Linked DNA regions of Mus musculus: regions 1 and 3 are each linked to region 2. A link is a contact called in public HiChIP or PLAC-seq and promoter capture Hi-C data. All regions are on one chromosome and are shown on one strand. The core of a region is the stretch at or near the end of the contact, and the rest is flanking DNA. Distances in the headings are between cores, read along the strand shown.

What was found. Promoter capture Hi-C pulls out the DNA fragments that hold promoters and counts their contacts. HiChIP or PLAC-seq counts read pairs in DNA pulled down with a chosen protein or histone mark.
Region 1: a contact with region 2 is called in a promoter capture Hi-C map of hippocampal neurons, with 7 times the contacts expected there. The contact joins the enhancer-like site here to the promoter of Trip11 in region 2. A contact is called at or near these places in 5 of 39 promoter capture datasets (the C10 cell line, cranial neural crest, embryonic stem cells and 2 more), 2 of 15 datasets of contacts at CTCF or cohesin (large pre-B cells and pro-B cells), 1 of 484 Hi-C or Micro-C datasets (CD4 T cells), 23 of 115 datasets of contacts at active chromatin or transcription factors (VIP interneurons, bone marrow-derived macrophages, embryonic basal ganglia and 16 more) and 3 of 9 other capture datasets (adipose tissue, embryonic stem cells and liver).
Region 3: an H3K27ac HiChIP or PLAC-seq map of microglia shows a contact between it and region 2, with 7 times the contacts expected there. The contact joins the enhancer-like site here to the promoter of Trip11 in region 2. A contact is called at or near these places in 1 of 39 promoter capture datasets (the HPC-7 cell line), 1 of 484 Hi-C or Micro-C datasets (CD8 T cells), 11 of 115 datasets of contacts at active chromatin or transcription factors (bone marrow-derived macrophages, embryonic hindbrain, embryonic stem cells and 6 more) and 2 of 9 other capture datasets (adipose tissue and liver).

The regions. Positions count from the first base shown.
Region 1 is chr12:102,382,832-102,387,029 of GRCm38.p6, forward strand. All of the region lies in intron 8 of Rin3 (Ras and Rab interactor 3), which reads left to right. Among named protein-coding and RNA genes, the nearest start is that of Lgmn, 55 kb to the right of the region's middle. Within about 2 kb of position 2,225, at least 7 of the 459 cell types and tissues checked have an H3K27ac peak or open chromatin away from gene starts, as enhancers often do. A contact at or near this core is called in hippocampal neurons, where this site is marked.
Region 2 is chr12:101,911,130-101,915,237 of GRCm38.p6, forward strand. It overlaps Trip11 (thyroid hormone receptor interactor 11), which reads right to left and starts at 2,042. Exons shown (of 21, transcript NM_028446.1): 1 at 1,561-2,042. The coding sequence starts at 1,699. It overlaps Gm20036 (predicted gene, 20036), which reads left to right and starts at 1,538. Exons shown (of 2, transcript NR_152255.1): 1 at 1,538-2,848; 2 at 3,466-4,108.
Region 3 is chr12:102,366,365-102,371,015 of GRCm38.p6, forward strand. Rin3 (Ras and Rab interactor 3) reads left to right here. Exons shown (of 10, transcript NM_177620.4): 6 at 2,000-3,484. Among named protein-coding and RNA genes, the nearest start is that of Lgmn, 71 kb to the right of the region's middle. Within about 2 kb of position 1,832, at least 101 of the 459 cell types and tissues checked have an H3K27ac peak or open chromatin away from gene starts, as enhancers often do. A contact at or near this core is called in CD8 T cells, the HPC-7 cell line, adipose tissue and 3 more, where this site is marked.

The sequences.
Region 1 (4,198 bases), core at 975-3,474, 470 kb after region 2:
TGGCAAAACTGGGAATGGTAGGAAAGTCAAAGAGGCTGGGAGCATGCTACCCTGACAGTGCAGTCAGGGAGGGCTTCTGGAGGAGGTGATGCCTCGAGTGAGCACTGAAGGGTGAGCAGGCGCCAACGGATAAAGAAGAGGAAGGAGCCGGTCATAGTGGCACACACCTTTAATTCCAGCACTCCGACAACAGAAGTAGGTGGGTCTCTGTGAGTTCGAGGCCAGCATGTTCCACACAGTTAAGTTCTAGACCAGCCAGGGATGCAGAGTGAGACCCTGATTCGAAAATAAACCAGTAAAACTAAATATATTAATTAAAAACAAAGAAGAGGAGGAATAGTATTCTTCCTGGAGGCCCAGCAGAAGTTAGTGGTTTGACAAGTGATGCAAAAATGGCAGACATTGTCTCCAGGGAGTGTGGCGAGTAGAGATCTGTTCTTAGATAGATAAGGTGGCTCCTGGGACTCAGCCCTGGCCAGGACTTGTGTCCATAGGAAGAAGTCACTGAGGCGTTGAGGGCTCTGTGCTCCCTGGTTGAATGAAGAAAGGGTGTGATTTGCTGCGGCCTGTCTCAGTTTCCCTTCCTCGTCCCTCCACCCACCACTTCCTCCGCTAGGGCCTCAGCCACCCCTCCACTAAGAATCACTTGAGGTACAGAAGCCCCATATGGACTCTGAGGAACCGTGGCATGTCCTATGGGCTTCCACCCTCGAAGAATGGAGTCAGTCTCCCAGGCACAAGCGTCCCCTTAGGGCTTTGTGGTTCTCGAGTGGCTGTCCCCCTTTGCATGCGTTTGCATCTGCCACCTCTGGAGGTGGCAAGCCTGACATAAGTGCTTCAGTGAGGTCTTCTAAGCTCAGGGGAACAGGGAAAGCGGGAGAGCTTTGCTATTGTCTGTAGCTCTGAGCTGTGGCTGTGGCACCTGGAGCTACCCCCTTTTGCTCTTTAGTTACATGTTACCTGCAATTGGAGCACCTGGTTTTCCTGTGAAGTCTGGGGATTCAGAAGAAGCAAGCTTTTCTCAGTCCATCCACCCTTCTACCCACCATCCATCTGTCCATCCACATGTCTACCCACGCATCTACCCATCAACTACCTATTCATTCATCTACCTACCTACTCATCCATCTACCCACTTTTCCATCCATCTGTCCATCCATCTATCCATCCATCCATCCATCCACCCACCCATCCATCCATCCATCCATCCATCCATCTATCCATCCATCCACCCACCCATCCATCCATCTATCCATCCATCCATCCATCCACCCATCCATCCATCCATCCATCTATCCATCCATCATCCATCCATCCATCCATCCATCCATCCATCATCCATCTATCCATCCATCCATCCATCCATCCACCCATCCGCATCTATATCAGCCTATCTACCTATCTACCCACCAATTCATTTATCTATCTACCCATCTCTCCATCCATCCTCCATTGGCCAGCCCATCCATCCATTTCCTCACCAGTCCATCCATCCATAAACTTACCTACCCACTCTTCAACTCATCCATACACACTCTGTCATCCCCCACATCTCCATCCCCCACATCTCCATCCACCAACCCATGCACTCATTGAACCATCCATGCCAGAAGTCTGGGAGTCTTGTGAGAATCAACAAACACCTCACTCTCACATTTGGGACCTCTGTCTCCTCAAGGCTTTTCTTGGGTTTCACCATGCCCATGGAAGCACCCAGACACCAAAGAAATTGGCAGGGATCTCTAGCCAGCACTGCTGAAAGTGTGACACCCACCCTGAGACAGTGTCTACCCAAGTCCTGGGAAACAAGGCACTGTGCCCGTGTCTGCACTGGATCTCTCTCCACCTATGGAAACACTGTCTCCTATGCGTTCGCGTGACCCCTCCTGCCTAGGATGGAGTATGATTTATCCCAGATCTGATAGCTGGTTCCTGTGATTTTTCCCAGTAGGCATTTGTGGCAGGAGAGATGAGGGCCTTCCTGTAAGCAGCTTGGAGGCCTGATGTGACCCCCTTCTTATACCCACCCCATCTCAGGGAAATAACCTGGCTAGAGCCAACCAAGAATCCAAACATCTCCCACACGTGTCTTCATAGACCTTTTGCCCATGTGCCCTCCCTAACCTGTGCCCAGCTAATCTCACCAATGGATTTATTTACCAAGCAATCCACCACATGGGAAATGTCTGCAAAACTCATAGTGGTGTCGCCTGTCACCTAGTGCTCATAGTCGGTACTACATGGTCTCCATCAAAGAGGGCTAGAAGGGCCATATGGGGTGTATAGGACTTGAAGGGCTATGAGAGCACCCAACAGGGCTTGGAGTTCCTCCCTAGTGCCTCAGAGAGAACCAGAAGCTCCCAGAACTATTGTCTGCCCTCATATAGTTGTGTGACCCAAGCGTAACTAAGCCCCGCCCCTTACATGCATGACATAGAAAGGCAAGTGACTTTTCAATATGCTCATTCATCTCCAGGACTCAGAATCAGAGCACCCCTAACCCTGCCCTGCTCTCCCTGCCACAGCGGCGGACTCAGGGCTGTGCCTGCTCAGCCAAGCTTAAGGAGTCTGGAAGCGAGCATTTTCATTTTCATCCAGGGCCAGTTCAGATACCAGTAGATCTCCCATAGTTAGGATGGGAAGATGAATTGGGGTGGGTCCCAGGCAGAATCAGCCTCATGTCCAAGACCATTGGCTTGGCCTTAATAGCCAGGAAAAGCAGGCTAGAGAATATCAGAAAAGCTAGGGACTGGGAGAAAGGATGCTAAGGGCAGGGGCGGTACCGTGTGATCCTGGCCATATCACCCTCTTCTTCTATGATTCAATTTCTTCCCTTTAAAGAAAGCAGCAGTTATCAACCTGTGAGTCGATTGCATATTACATGGGTTGGTTTTTGTGGGTTGGTTGCATATTAGATGTACTACATATTTACATTATGATTCATAGCAGTAACAAAATTATAGTTATAAAGAAGTGAGGAAAATAATTCTATGACTGGGGAGGGGGTTGGTCAGTACAACATGAGGAACCGTATTAGAGAGTCACAGAGTTAAGAAAGTTGAGAACCACTGCATTCAAAGTGAAGGATCTCTCAGGCTGCAGAGATGGCGCAGTGGTTAAGAGCACTGACTGCTCTTCCAGAGGTCCTGAGTTCAATTCCCAGCAACCACATGGTGGCTCACAACCATCTGTCATGGGATCCCATGCCCTCTTCTGGAGTGTCTGAAGACACATGCTCATATACATAAAACAAATAAATTTAAAAATAAAAGCTACCAAAAAATTTAAAAAGTGAAAGATGTCAGCAAGGTTCTGAAGTCCTAACAAGTTGATGGCCAGATAAACATCCCAGCAAAGCATTGTCTTTGAACTTAAAATTCCATGGCTGCTGCAGCTTCAAATACCTTAAAGCCTCAATTACTTCAGGGAAACCTTAAAGATTAAGATTATTTTTAAAGAAGAGAATTTGGTGGGCCAATATTTTAGTGGGTAAAGGCAGGCAGTTGCCGCCAAGTCTGGGGACCTCATTTCAATTCCTGGGACTCTTGTGGTGGAAGGGAAACTGACTTCTGCAAGTTGAGTGTGCCCACAAATACATGTACACATGTGCACACAAAATAAAAATTTAAATGTAATACTTTTTTTTTTAATGGACAGGATCTCGCTTTGTAGCTATGTCTGGCCTTGCATTTGCTACGTAGACCAAGTTGACGTCCAGCTCACAGAGATCTGCCTGCCTCTGCCTCTGCCTCTGCCTCCTGAGTGCTGCTGATATTATGGCTGCATAGCATCAAATATTTTTACTATTTTAATCCCTAAAAACTTCATGTGATAACTAAAATTTCCTGTGCATCCTTGGAAATTGTTTTTATGATAGGTAATACACTCACGGTGCTCTTCCTGTTAAAACAGTGTTTACTACAGTGAGAAGGTGGGCTCCCAGCGCCTCCTCCACACACACCCAGGCATCCATGTCTCTCGGTTTCTTACGTATCCTATATATTTTAAAACACTTAAAAATCGCATTTTACATTTCAGACATCATTGTAAGAGTACCGAGCTTGGATGACAGACTTGTTGGAATTGCTGGGTTTCTTGTCCTCTTCCCAGTCTGGCCACATTGAATAAGTATCCTTAGCCAGGTGTGGTAAACCAACCATACCTTTAATCCCAGCACTCAGAAGGCAGAGGCTGGTGG
Region 2 (4,108 bases), core at 792-3,291:
TTGTTCTCATTGTCCTAAGTCATGAACCTTACCAATCAACAGAAGCCCAAGAAGTAAGACAGGTTTGGGGAGTGATCCAGTTTTCCTTCTAAATATAATGACTTTTTCTATCAAACCATTTTACTCTATTTCCATCCAATACGCACAGCTAATAAATCATGATGAAAAAACAGGAGTTGGGAGTATAATTCAGTGGAGTGTGCTTACCATGCATGAGGCCTTGGGTTCAATCTCTAGCTAGTCTTTCCCACAGATTAAACCAGAACAGTAAGCTGTTCATTTATAAAGAAATAAGACTGTCCTAGCGTGGTGGTACTCACTTGTAATGCCGGCACTGAGAGGCAGGGGCAGGAAGACTGGCAGCTCCAGGACACCCTAATCTACACTGCAAACCTTGACTAAAACTTTAAAAGTATATATTATTATTATTGTATTATGATATGGATGTGTGTCTGTGCACAATTTGGGTGCCTACTGCCTGCTGAGGCCTAAAGGTGACACCCGAGTCTCTGAAAACAGAATGAAGTTGTGAGCTAGCTACCTGCCACTGGGTGCTGGGAATAGAACCTGGGTTCTCTGAGAGGGCAGCCAGTGCTCTTAGAGGCTGGATCTCCTCACTTCCTTGCTTAACAAATGTCAAGAAATCGGAAGAGTAATTAACCTAACCACTGATTACAATCGAATTCTAGGTCACTATTCATTAGGACGGCAAGATGATGACTTCAAAAATAAGGGAAGGAGCCTGGCCAGGTGAATGGGTGAGTAAAGGTGTTTGTCGTTCAAGCAAAGTAAAAGGAATTCCATCCTCAAATTCCACCTAAAGGGGAAAAGAGAACTCCACAATGTTGTCTACTGGCCTCCACACACGGGCGATGAGGTAGACACTCATGCATATGTGCATCATTTACACACACACACACACACACAGAGAGACAGACAGACAGACAGACAGAGACACCACAATATTTTTCAAGTTTTAAAGTGAGTAAAGGTAGGTAAGATTCTCAAAAGATAAAGTTCTCCAAAAGTATGGGAGAATGTGCCATCCTACACAAAACTACGTTTTCAGCTGCAAAGTGTCTTCAAGATGAGCAAAATTAGAAAACAATTGAATAGAAAAACAGCCCTATTCCCCTAACAACGTGCTAAAGCCAGATCAAGTGTTTAATCTTGAGTAATTAATGTTACAAAGTATTTGGGGGGAAGGAGGGCAATTGCCATACTTTAGTTGTCATACTAAAGGAATAGGATCAAAGTGAGATCAGCCCCCAAACTATGGGCGAAGTAAGTAATAGGCATGGGCCACCCAAATAACCCTATTCGGCATAGAAACAGCAGGTCCACTTCGCTGAGCTATCCAGCGTATTCAATGAGGGGAGAGGTCCAGAATTCTCCACCGTGGTCCTGAAGGCTGGAAAAGCGGCTACGGAGGTAAAGGGAGGAGAGCAGAGAAAAAAGCGTGGAGTGACTCCTTCGGGACCCGTCCGCGTCTGCCGACCGACCGGACCCGGAACCAAGTGGATCCCAACCGAGCCCCACCGCCCTCGCTCCAGCTGTTACCTGGCACATCCTCCGTGCCCTCCAACAGCATATCCTTCGTGAAGTTCGAAATCTGGCCAGTGAGGGAAGCCAGGCTGCCCCCTACTTGACCGAGAGACTGGCCCAAGCCGGAGCCGAGGCCCCCGAGCCAGGACGACATCGCTGCGGGTGGACACGTCCTCTCCAAATGTCCCTGGACGCCGAAGCTGGTGCGGATCCAGACGCTGAGGACTCGCAGGACACGGCACTCCCACCAACGGCCGCGTCAGAAAGCCGAGGCCCGGCCTGACGCTTCACCAAGGGTTCGCCGTTGTGGACACCGTGGGCCCCGCGAGGCCTCTGCTCATTCCCACGGCTTCCCGCCGTGCGGCTGCACTACTTCTTTCTCAGCTTTACTGACTTTCCTCAGTTTCGTGGGCCAGTCCTGCCAACTCAACGCCGGCCGCCATGACACTGCCGGGAAAGCGGCAGTGACCATAGAGAAGCTTCGCGATAGCGTAGAAGGGCCGCTGCCAGAGGCGTCCCGGGCGCGAAGGACCGTGGGATCGCGGAGGACCAAGTAAATGGGCCAGCCAGATCCGTGACTTCCGCGTAACCTGCGGAACTTTAGGTGGAGACCGAAAAGGCAGTGGCGGCGGCGGTGGCTCTTCCCACCTGCGCAGCTGCTTTTGTTTGTAAGAGGAAGTAACCCTTGACAGTGCCTTCTGATCCTGTCTACAAGAGCTATTGCATCGCTAGGATTCGATAGGGTCGTCCCACCCCACAGGGAAGCAACCTCAATCCATCTGCATTACTCTATTATCCAGCGTCTGCGGATATAAGAGCATCCGTGCCAGAGGGTTGGAAACGAGGCTACAAAGCTGAAAAAGCGGGTTGCAATTCAAATGTCCAGGCAGAAAACCCTTGTTTTGGTGTTTGTTTTCAGTTACCATGCACTTAAAGGATTGTGGGATCCCATGACCGCCTCTCAAATGATCCCTCTCTGAATAATTTTCACCAGATATCTATTTGAATTTAGGGGTTGCCTCCGAGGGTTTTTCAGCTTCCGTGTCCCAGAACAAGGAATTGGACAGAGACACGTGGCTAGTAGTAAGGAAGACAAGAAAATGAAGAAAAGACACACACCCAAGAGAAGCAGCAGGCCAGAACACTGTCATTGGGGGTGGGGTTGACGAGCTACACTTTCAGCTTGAATGATGGAGAATTTTTGGTGCTGAAGATCAAATCCAGAGACTTGTACAGGCATTGAGGCTTTTCGGCTTAGCCACATCCTCAGCCCTTGTTTGAGATAGGCTCTCCTATAATCCAGGTTGGTTTTGAACTGATGACCCTTCTGCTTCTACCTCATGAGTACTGGATTACAAGAATGTACCATCATGCCCAATACAGTGTTTTTAAGTGTAGTATATATAGTCGTCAAATGATTTAACATGTCTACTGTTAATTCTGGGCACTAGGGAATGTTAGGGAGAAAGTAAAACAGGGTAAGGTAAGGAGAGTATGGGCATGCCACAGTAGGTTGAGCCCTGGGGATGTAGAAAATGGCTGAGGACTCCACAATAAGATAATCTTGCATAGAGACTTGAAATGAGCAAGTGAGAGATACAGCTATGGGGGGGGGGCGCTCCCATATAGCTTATCTAGACAATAAGACATAACTGAGTATAATAAAGTCCCTTTGGCTGGAGGCCCCTGGCAATTTTGAGAATTTATAAGAAGGCAAGGATGGCTTAAGAATGAATTGGGGAATATTTGTAAGTATGGACCCAGAAGGCATGAAGAAGTTGAGTCCCAAGGGCCCAGTAGCCCATGAACAGGACTCTGGCTTTTATTCCGTCTAGAATGATGAGTGATGAGTGACATGAATTTAGTTGGGTTCATGAATGACTGAAAAGTTTAGCAACTGTAATCTCCTTTTTTCTGTAGGTATAAATCCTCTAAAGCTCCGTGTCTGCTGGAACATGGTCCAAGAATGAAATCCTGTGAGAATTCTGGGTGCTTAGGAGAAAACTCTAAGACAAGACCAGAATCTCATGACCTTATAGGGGAATTTTAATCCAACACCATGGGTGCTCTGACAAGGGATCACATCCAAAGATCTTCTAAGCCCACAGGAACTGGGCAGAATACAGAAAAACCCTGGAATACAGTATGGTCTGGCTGGAATACAGACACACCCTTAGTACACACCTCTAATCCCTAACATGAAGATAAGGCAAGTTTGTAGAAGGAAGCAGCCTTGTTTGAAAGTGATGTCTAATTAAGGGACAATGTGACGAACCAGAGAAAGATTTGACAGAATGAGTCAGAGATAGGATACATCCAACTCACAGAACAGCAGAGGAAAGAGGCTACGAGAGAGAGAGAGACAGAGACACAGAGACTGAGACAGGGAGACAGGTGTGTGTGGAGATTTTACCAGGATGGTTTTACAGAAACAGGTTAGACACAAGTGATGACAGAAGGAGCCAGAGAATGAGAAGGAGCCAGAAGATTAGAACATGTTGCCAAAGTGAAGTATAAAGCCAAGCAGAGCAATTCAGTCAGAAACCAAGAGAAGACTGAATCA
Region 3 (4,651 bases), core at 582-3,081, 460 kb after region 2:
GCTTGCATAATCATGAGTGCAGTGTTCCCAATGCTTATTCTACATAGTAAAACCATCTGTGTATGTGGGCACCAAGAGTTGGTCATTCAGGAGTCAGATGCTATCTTGGAGGGCAAAGTCATAGCCCGGCCCTCATGAAGAGTGGCCCTCAGGCTGTGGGAAAACCTAACCTGATCTGTCTTACCCCGTGGCTGTGAGGTTTGCATATTGTTAAAAAGACACATGAAAGGTCACCATCTTGGTATTGTGGTAACAGCTGGGTCTCCTGGACTGGCTGTCAGGTGCAGCAGAATCTGTCTAGAGAAGATTTCCATGGTGAATAGCATGCTCCCTTCCATAAGAGGCGCTCACAGTTGAATAGGGCACAGCTTGCTTTCTAGCCTGGGTTTGTACCCTGCTCACATTGATGGGCAAACAACCTCAGGCCACCAAGGTGGCCACGGCCAGTGTCACTAAGCATGCCATCATTAGAACTGGCTCACACTTGGCTCTGCATGTCCCTGCCATCCTGCAGCATCTTTCAGTTCACCATTAAGAACCTGTGGTGGCCATGCCTGATGGTACAGATCTGTCATCCCAGCAGCTCTGGAAGCCGAGGCAGGAAGATCAAATGTTCAAGGACAGCCTGGGCAACTTAGTGAGACCCTGCCTCAAATTTTGAAAAAAAAAAAAAAGTTTTTTTTTTAAAAGGGGGAGATATTTCCATGGTAGAGCATTTGCCTGGCATGTGGGGGACCCTGGGTTCAATCCTTAGTACTACAATGAAAAAAAAAAACAAAAGGGCTTGCTGTGTTCTTACAACATGGGGTCAGAGCCACCAGCCACATGCTGGCAGGCAAAGCAACTGAAGCAGGAAGTGGGGCAAGTTCCTCCAAAAAAGCCTGTGGTGCAGTGAGGGGCTACTCTGACCTGTTCAACCCCAGCACCCTGTGACCTCAGATGAATACATTTTTTCCCTGAGTCACTTGCTTTCGTCTGTAAAGTGGGGACAAGACCTATGACCAGAGGTCATCAAGACAGTGGCAGTAAAACTGCAGCCCATGGCTGGTCTACGGCACGAACCCTGACTGTTCCCTCCTGGTGTCACACTTGGCACTCCTTTGCATAGGGGTCTTACTGAGGAACCATGGACAAAAGAGTGTGTCTGCTATTCTTCCAGGAATCCATCCAGCCTGGCTCATGTCCTTCCATCCCTTAAAATGGTGACACTGAGCAGGACATGAGACCAATGTTTCTCTCCATATGGAGCCACTCTCATGAGCTCAGAGTGGCCTTTCCTCCAGAAGTCATATAGCCCAGTATCTTTTGAGAGGCCATGAGCATCCCTGAGTTTGCTGGGATATGGTACCCAGAGGCCAAGATCTCTCAAGTCAGGCCTTGCCTCATGGCTTCCATCACAGACAAGGCTAGGAGGACTAGTTGATAGATACCCAGCAGGACAGGGCTTGCTTAAAGGTGGGAGCTGTGTCCTCCCTCACGTGTCCACTAGCCTAGCTCCTCAGTGTCAAGACCCTCCCGGGTCACAGCAGCTTGCAGTGCGAAGATACAGGTCCAGTTCTACCACCCAGAGCTCTCTGGTTCCCTTTTCCTGTGTGTGGCAGCTGCAATGGCCATAGTAAATTCTAGTCCCTCACCTTTTATTGTAGGGTTCCATGTTACTGTTGAGACACCCATTGGGGAGACAGCAAAACCAAGACCTAAGATACAGTCTTCCTGGGTTATCTAGCTGAATAGCTGCAGAAACCCCAACGCTGAAATCTCTATCACAGGTATTCTCCAAGGCAAGGGCACAGAACTGAAGCCGGGCCTCTCTTGTCCCCTCCCAGGTCTACTCCACCCTCAGCTAGCAAGTGCACAGGGGACTTCCCCTCCAGGCAGGAAGTGGTGGGAGAAGTTTAAGAGTCCAAGAAGGGAAAACAACCTTACGCAAAAGCAAGGACCCTTCCCCCGCTGCTAGAAGGAGAAACAGGGCTAACCGACTCTGCTCTGTTTTCCTCAGGTTTCTGGGACTCCTCGCTGAACTCAAGAGGCTCTGCAGAGCCACTCAGAAGCCCAGCCCCTGGGACCCCTGCATCCTCCAGCCTCCGGCCTACAACCCATTACGCAAATTGTTCCTGTGAAATCGAGCTCTCCGTGGGAAATGACCGCCTGTGGTTTGTGAATCCTATTTTCATCGAGGACTGCATCCTACCGGCTGATCCACCTCCACTGCCTACTGGCAGCTACCCTCCACGCCCTACGCCTGCCACCCCGGATGCTACCTCACCCACCTCCAAGGGATCCCCACGTCGCCCCCCACCTCCACCCCCGTTACCCACTGTTCCTCCTACTGGCCCTGCACGGCCTCTTGCGCCTCCTGTACCGCCTGCTGGCCCTTTGCCCAACTCCCCCCTAACGCCCACCTCTCACCTTGCACCCCATGCACCGGGCCCCCCTGGCCACTCAAACCAACCACCCATGACAGCCTGCGAGAGTCTCCCTCGCCCAGCTGTAGGCCTGGGCCCCTTTGGAGAAGAAGAGATGAAACCTGGGACAACTCCCAATCCCTTGCACCAAGCCCCTCCCCCTCCATTACCCCTGAAGAAGGCTCTTCCAGCAGCCCCTCCCAGGAGGCGCATTTCTGAGAGGGTATCTCTGGAAAGCCAGAATGTGGGGACTTCAACAGACAGGGACCACTCAGGCATTTCTAGGACAGCATCACTCAACCTTCCTCCCCAGAGCACCGTAAGTAGCCTTGGGGACAGGCCTCCAAGGACCACGGAGCAAAGCCAGGACACAGAGGCCAAAGCCAGCCATGCTGACAGCATACCAGTGCCTCCTGGGAAGGCCAAACAACCCCCAGTACCACCCCCAAGGAAGAAGCGGGTCTCCCGGCAGCTGGCCTCAACCCTTCTCAGTCCCTTGGAGAGCCCCATACAGGAGGCATCCTCTGAGAAACAGGCGACTGGTGCATCTTGGGAAGGCTTGAGTCCTGTCCGGCAAGCTGGCATGCAGCACCTCCAAGTTCAGTCCAGCAGCTGTCCCCAAAGCTCTCCAGAGTTCAAGGGTTCCCAGGCCTCACTCTCAGACAGCCTGGGGGTGCCTGCCTCGGCCGCTGACCAGGACTCCTACTCAACCAGCAGTGCAGAGGAGGAGCTGGAGTTCAGCAGCCCCAACGTGAAGAAGAAACCCTCAATGATCCTGGACAAGGCCCGCCACCGCCTCAGCTTCGTCAGCTTCGCCAGCGTCTTCCATGCCTTCCTCTCCAGCGACCGCAAACTGTATAAGAAGGTGGTGGAGCTGGCACAGGACAAGAGCTCCTACTTCGGCAGCCTGGTGCAGGACTACAAGGTGTACAGCCTGGAGATGATGGCCCGCCAGACATCCAGCACTGAGATGCTGCAGGAGATCCGTACCATGATGACCCAGCTCAAGAGCTACCTGCTACAGAGCACTGAACTCAAAGCCTTGGTGGAACCCACCCTGCACTCGGAGGAGGAACTCGGTCAGTGGCAGCTGGGAGGGCGGGCGGGCGGGAGAGCGGTGCATAAATACACTCAGGCGCCCCTGGACACAGAACAGCCTCTGGGGCCCCTTTGCCTTATGTCCTCTTTCTTCTTCCTCCCTGACTTTCCCACAAATCTCCTGGGCCCAAATCCCTCTCTCAGGAACCACTTCTTAGAGAGCCGATTCAAGGCAGCCAACATTCCTGACTACTGGCAAACAGCCCACCAGCCCTCCCCTCCCCCACCGGCCTCAAATCTCGGTGATGACAGGTGTTATTTTTCCCTGCAGCCACCTACACATCTGCATAAACAATGGAAAGACTCAGGCAGACCACAGTGCTGTCGCTGGGCATCATAGTACCTACCTGTAGTCCCAGCACTTGAAAAGTAGAGGCAGGAGGATCAAGGCCATTCTCAACTACACAGGGAGTTGAGAGGTCAGCCTGGGCTACCCTGTCTAGCAAAGCAAAACAACAAAACAAAACAAAAAAAAAAAACGTATTGAGAGATTTTGGAACTACCTTATAAACATTGCTGTCCTTCCAGGCACTGCCTCCTTGTGGTCCTGAACCTTTCCTCCTCTCCTCCTCCTCCTTCTCCTCTTCCCAGTAATTAAGAGCATCAGTTCTGGACTCAAAAAGGATGCTTTGAGTCACTACAAGATAATGTCTCATAATGAGAGGTCCTAGGAAAAAAGAATGTTAAGTATTGCCTTCCCTGAGGGAAATGATCTTGGATGGATGGATGATTGGGTGGGTGGGTGGATGGATGGGTGGGTGGCAGGCAGGCAGGCAGGCAGGCAGGATGGATGGATGGATGGATGGATGGATGGATGGATGGATGGATGGATCCTGAGAACCGATATAGTTGACAGGCCACCGTATTAGGGTCCAGTAGTAAGGTGGTGAGTGATGTGTTGAGGTTTAAGGCTGGCAGTTGCCTCTTCAGGAGGCTATACCTATGTGTGTACCTCACCAGGGATAGAGGGCTCACCTGGGCAGGATGCTCTGGGTGTTGCATTCGAAAGCCACCTGACTTTATCCACTAACAGCTACCATGTCCCAGAGACCCAAGCATTTGCTCTACAGAGCTTCTCTGTGGAGGAAATGAGTTATATAAATATATATCTATAGTGCTGTCAGAGCACTATGCCTCCACCTGTTGTA